Regions from separate parts of the Pan troglodytes genome. Here region 2 is linked to region 1. The links are chromatin contacts, called in public Hi-C maps. All regions are on one chromosome and are shown on one strand. Each heading gives the region's core, a stretch centred on a gene start, on an enhancer-like site or on the middle of the called end of the contact. The rest is flanking DNA. Distances are from core to core; before and after follow the strand shown.

The links. A called contact is a pair of places that touch in the nucleus more often than the background predicts.
Region 2: a contact with region 1 is called in a Hi-C map of induced pluripotent stem cells, with 4 times the contacts expected there. The contact joins the promoter of TAL1 here to the promoter of FOXD2 in region 1. A contact is called at or near these places in 2 of 7 Hi-C or Micro-C datasets (both in induced pluripotent stem cells).

Annotation. Positions count from the first base shown.
Region 1 is chr1:183,529,010-183,531,772 of NHGRI_mPanTro3-v2.0_pri, forward strand. FOXD2 (forkhead box D2) reads right to left here and starts at 1,438. Exons shown (of 1, transcript XM_003954368.6): 1 at 1-1,438. The coding sequence starts at 1,224.
Region 2 is chr1:183,720,839-183,723,601 of NHGRI_mPanTro3-v2.0_pri, forward strand. It overlaps TAL1 (TAL bHLH transcription factor 1, erythroid differentiation factor), which reads left to right and starts at 1,394. Exons shown (of 6, transcript XR_010146656.1): 1 at 1,394-2,157.

The sequences.
Region 1 (2,763 bases), core at 188-2,687:
CTGCCCTGCCCCGGCGCCCCCGCCGCCTGCACCACAGCCCGCGTCCGTCTTGAGGCCCTGGCGCAGAAGTGCGGTGGGCAGACCCGCCGCGGTGCCGGCTGCGGGAGGGCTCAGGGACGCCGGGTAGAAGGCTTTGGCGCAGCCCAGCTCCGCGCCCAGGAAGGCGGGCAGGCCTGCGGGGCCCGGGCCCGGGCCCGAGCCTGAGGCAGGCGCAGGAGCTGGGGCCGATCCCGCGCCTGCGAACACCGAGGCCGTCGGAGGTCCGGGTGGAGGCGCGGCGGCGCGGCCTGGGGGTACCGACAGCTGGCAAGGAGCGGCGGCGGCTGCCGCGGCGAAAGCGAAGGCGTGCGGGTGCGGGTGCGGGTGCGGGGCCGGCCCCGGCGGGGGTGCGCCGTAGGCTGGGAGAGCCAGCCCGTAGCCGTAGCCGTAGGCGCCGTAGGCAGCGAAGCCGGGCAGGAAAGCGCCGGGGTCCCCCGCCGCCGCGGCCCCGCCACGCAGCAGCAGCTCCGGGTGAGGGTGCGGGTGTGGGTGCGGCGGCGGCAGGGGCTGCCGCTTGAAGCGCTTGCGGCGCCGCAGGAAGCTGCCGTTGTCGAACATGTCGGCCGACTCCGGGTCCAGCGTCCAGTAGTTGCCTTTGCCCGGGTTGCCCGGCTCGCGGGGGATCTTGACGAAGCAGTCGTTGAGAGAGAGGTTGTGGCGGATGCTGTTCTGCCAGGCGGGGAACTTCTCCCGGTAGTAGGGGAAGCGGCCGCTGATGAACTCGCAGATCTCGCTCAACGTCAGCCGCTTCTTGGGGCTCTGCAGGATGGCCATGGTGATGAGCGCGATGTACGAGTAGGGCGGCTTCACCAGCGGGCTCCGCGTCGCCGCGCCCCCCGACGGCGGTCCCGGCCCGGGCCCCGCTGCGCCGCGGGCCGCCGCCGCGCCTGGCCCCGGGCTCCCCGCTGCGGCCGCCGCCCCCCGGGACGCCAGAGCGCGGGGCTCGCCGTCCGAGCAGCCACCAGACTCCTCCTCGTCCTCGGCTAAGTCTGCCTCGGCTTCCTCCGCGGGAGGCTCGTGGCCGTGGGGGAGCACGTCCCGGGGGGCGCGGGGCCCGGAGCGAGCTGGGAGCTCCCCCCCGCCGCTGCCGCCGCCCACCACGTCTATGTCTGCGTCGGCCTCGGACAGCGCGGCCGGGGAGCTCTCGGAGGACATGATCTCGCAGCAGCAGCTGCCCAGGGTCATGGTGCCGCTGCCGCCGCCGCCGCCACTCTCCGGCTCCGCTCCGGCAGCGGCTCGGGCTCGGCCGCGCTGCCTCTGGGGCGAGTGCGTTTTGCGCGCGGGCGGGGAGGGGGCGGGGGACTGAGGCAGGCAGGGAGGGGTGTCCCCCGGCTCCGCAGCGCCCCCTGGCGGCCCAGCTCGGCCGCGCTCACCTTCCAGGGCACGACCCGCCGGCGGCCCCCGCCACTACCCCGGGAATCCGAGCTGGGACCCGCCGCTGGGGCGCAACGGAAGGAGCTGAGGCTTTCCCTTACCTGGGCGGGCCTCAGCCCCTAGTCCTCTCGGGGTGGCAGTGGTTGGTGGTTGGGGATTGTCCCTCCCGCCTAGCGGCTGCCTAAGGCGGAAGAGCTGCGGGCTAGGGCGGAGCTCCCTGGGCGGGGTGGGGCGAGGCGACAGGGGCGGGCGTAGCGCCTCCGCTGAGGGACCCGGCGGGAACAAACCGCCGCCGCGGCGGGAGCTGGGCTCGAGTGGCCGGAGGCGGGCCCTTGTCTTCGCCGCCGCTCCTGCACCGTGTGCTCCCTGAAGCCGCCGCCTTCAGAACGCTCAGCCCCTGGATGTTAAGGCTCACTCGGGCGCCAGCCGCAGCCAGGGAAGTGGCGGCGGTCCCCACCTGTCCTCTCCCCAAGGCGGCGCCCGGGCCACCGGGCCGAAGCGCAGTGGGAGCGCGAGGCTGAGACGCCGGGACCCACGCCGCCCCAGCGCGGCCCGCCGGCGCCCACCCGAGCCCGCACGGCTTCCAGCCCGAGGGGAGACGCATTCGAGTGATCACCAGGAGCGAACTTGGCGCCCGCAGCCTTGGGCCTGGGAGAGGTGAGATTGCGGCGGCGCCCTCTCCTCCCTCCGCTGTCGGGCCCGCCACCCCTCTCCGCGCGGAGAGGCCGGGCAGAGCGCCGGCCGCTGTGGCCGCGTTCCCGGGGCGCGGGCCGGTCTACTGCTCCGAGTTTGCCTGTTCTCCGACCCTCTCGATCTCGGCATCCGTTTGTCTCAGTCTCTGTGACTATCTCACTCTCCGTGAGTCTCTGTGGAAACGGCATTTGTCTGGATGTCTGTTCATGGGCCTGGGAATCCGCTTAATTTCTCCCTCCCCTCTCCCTGGCCCCAGTTGCCCTGAGGACTGGACACCCCCCACCTTCCTGGCTCCCAGGGTTCTGGGCCCCACCGACAGGCGGCAGGACCTCCTCCGCCCCCTGCCCGACACCCCCTCAGTGAACCCTGACCTCCACCAAGTGTTGCCTTCATCTCTCAAAAGTCTTGTGCAACTAAGGTTGGCCCTGTGCCTTGTTTCTCGCTAGCCGGGTTCCTGCCCATCCTATTAGACCTCTTTCTCCCCCGGCCTCCCTCCAGGACCCAGAAACAAGCAGCTTCAACACAGATTGGGCCCATTTCAGCCTCTGGGGCACGGAAGGGGAGATGGGCGCTGGACGTGAGCAGGAACTGAGCGGATGCCTGGGCTGCTGCCCCGACAGCGCCGCACAGTGGCCAAAGCTCGGGCGTGCGAGGCCG
Region 2 (2,763 bases), core at 144-2,643, 190 kb after region 1:
CATGCAAGTGCATATGATGTTTTCCTGGGCTATGGACTGAGTGACGTTCCATACATTATTATCCTCACCACCACCTTTTAAAGGTCATATAAGTTAGTTCTCATAACTTTGTGACGTCGACATTATCTCCCCATTTTACAAATGAGAAAACTGAGGTTCAGAGATCAGTGACTAAAATTCGAACATGTGTTCTTTCCACTCCACCATGAAAGAATGAACCCAGAGACCTCCGTGGGCTGAGCGCATCATCCAGCTGGCACTGAACTCAGATTTCTACCCCACAGTAAAGACCCTGGTCTCTGCAATGAGTTGAGCCCAGGTCCCTTTCCCTGGCTAGGTTTTGGCTGCCCCTCTTCATCAGCTGAGCCGCAGAGAAGACTCCGTGTCAAATTTCCTTCCAAGGCGGACTCCACCAAGCACTAGCTATGTATCATTCGAAAAGTTACTTTGACTTTCTGTGCCTCAGTTTTCTCTTCTGTAAATTAAGGATCCAACTTCTCAGGATTGTTTGTGAAGAGTAGATTAGTATTTGCAGAATGCCTAGAATAGTGTTACAGTCGCTAGATTAAACTTTTTTTTTTTTTTTAAAATACCATGTGGGGAGCAGTGTTCCTGGGCTCTGGGCTCAGCCTGAAACCTAGCAGAATAGGCATTTTATGTCCCTATTGACAGGGGTTCTGCCAGGCTGCCGTAGAGCCCATGGATTTGAGTTACCGGCTCTATTTTAGAAGGGGGTGAAGAGGTAGGGAAGGGCTGGGGAGCTTTCTGGGATAGGGAGACTGCCCATTGAAATCTGGGTGTCTGGGACACTGGAGGAAGAATAAGAAAGAAGCCCTGGGAGGTGACGATTTTGGTATCATGGTGGTCTTCAGAGGTAGGGACAGAGTGCTGGGGTGAGAGTCGCTGAAGAAAGGTGTCTGAAAGGTTAAGGGACTGAGGTTGTGGGAAGCTGGGGTTACTGAGAGGCCTTGGGATTCGAGATGGGGGCTGGATCTGCTGGGTCCTAGACAGCGCGTCCAACGCTCCCCGCAGCGCGTTCCGGAGCCGGTCCTAGCGCCGCTCAACCAGTCCCCACTCCCTCTGGTGAAATTGCCAAATTAAAATGAATCATTTGGCCCATAATGGCCGAGGCGCTTATCGGGGGCGGGCGGACCCGCGGCAGTGCCTTATCTCTGCGGCGCACACGGCCCCGGCGCGCCTCGGCCCATGCTAACGAGGCCTGGAACGTGAGTGGGATTACAGCGCGTCGGTGGAGGGGCCGGGCGGGCGCGGGGCGGGCGCGGGGCGGGCGGGGGAGCGGGGGCCGCGGGAGGGGCCGGGCCGCCGCCGCTCAGGACCGGGCCTCAAAATGGCCACACGCGTACCCCCGTAGCGGAAAAACGTGAGCATTCTGGCCTTTTTCTAGGGGAAAAGCAACCCGCGGCCTCCCACCGAATTCTTCATCAATTTCCTCCTCTTTTTCCCCACGTCCGCAAAAGAGGTCTTCGCTCCCTTTCCCTCGGTTCCTTTCGATGGCAGGGGGGTGGGGGGGCATTTTCCACGGACGCCCCCGCCCCGGCTGCCGCCGCCCCTCCCGCCTCGGAGACTCTCTTCCTTCCTTCCCCCTTTTCCTTACGCAATATACAGAAATGCGCGAGGCTGTGGTTGGTTTTCATTTCTTCTTCGTGGTTGTGTGCATGCGGTGGGATTGTGAGAGTGCGTTCATGAGAACTGTGGGCGGCGTTGGCTGCTTCTAAGTGTGGTCTTCTTGGCGACAGGCTCTGTGTCCGAGTGTGGTGTGCCTGCGCGGTTGGGGTGTGTAGATGTGGACCCTTCGAGGCCCTTCTGCGTTTTCTTCGTTGCGTACGATTGTGCTCCGTTGGTGTTCTCAGCAGGGATCTGGTTCTGTGTGTGGGGGTGTGTGGCCCCTGCGACTGTGTTTGGGTGGTGTCGTCGTTATGTCGGGCGTGTGTGATCCCGACTGTGCTGGATTGTGTGTCCGTGAGCCGCTGCGTTTGACTGATTTCGTTGTGTCCTGTTGGGCAGTGTGCGGGGCTGACCAAGTCGGCTTCTGGGGCAGTGCTAGGTGGTGTTTGTTTGCTGCCCTTCTGTGGGGCTGGACCCTGTGTGGTCCTGTCCGCACTGAGTTGTATGCCTGTGTGCCTGTGTCCTTTAGAGGTGCGTTTGCAAATCGCTGGGGGCGGGAGTGGGGGGAGGGCGAGCGAGAGATCGAGGCGCTGGTGGGGGCGGCGGCATGGGGGCGGGGAGCGGGATTTCACATTTTATTCCAAATTATGATGTATTCGGGAGCCAGTTGTTGGCTTGGGTGGGCGGACAGCGCCCGGTCGGCGGCTGCTCTGCCCGGAGGCCCGCCTGTGCCTTGGTGTTTGAGGGGTTCGTTGGTGAGTGGGAGGCTCCTCCAGGCTTGAAGCTGAGCAGCGCTCGCCGAGGCCGGCGCCTTCGAGCCGGTAGCTGCGGGCTTCGGTTCCCGCTGCACTCCGGCTTCGTCCATTTCTGGTCAGTTTCGTGGGTGCGGCCGCCGGGCTCCAAGGGAGAGGCCCCGAAAGGACAATGGGCACATTCACCAGGCCTCGAGCCTCGGGTGGGGACATTCGGGATCACCTCCAGGGAAGATTTTCCCGCCCCCTCTTCGGGTGAGCGACGTTGCCGCTTGGGTCTGATACCCGTCGCATCCGAGACCGAGGCCGAATCCGGGCTCTGGGAGGGACCGGGTTAGTGGGGCCCTAGCTCGGGTTGAAAGAATTTTGTTTTGTCAATTATTGT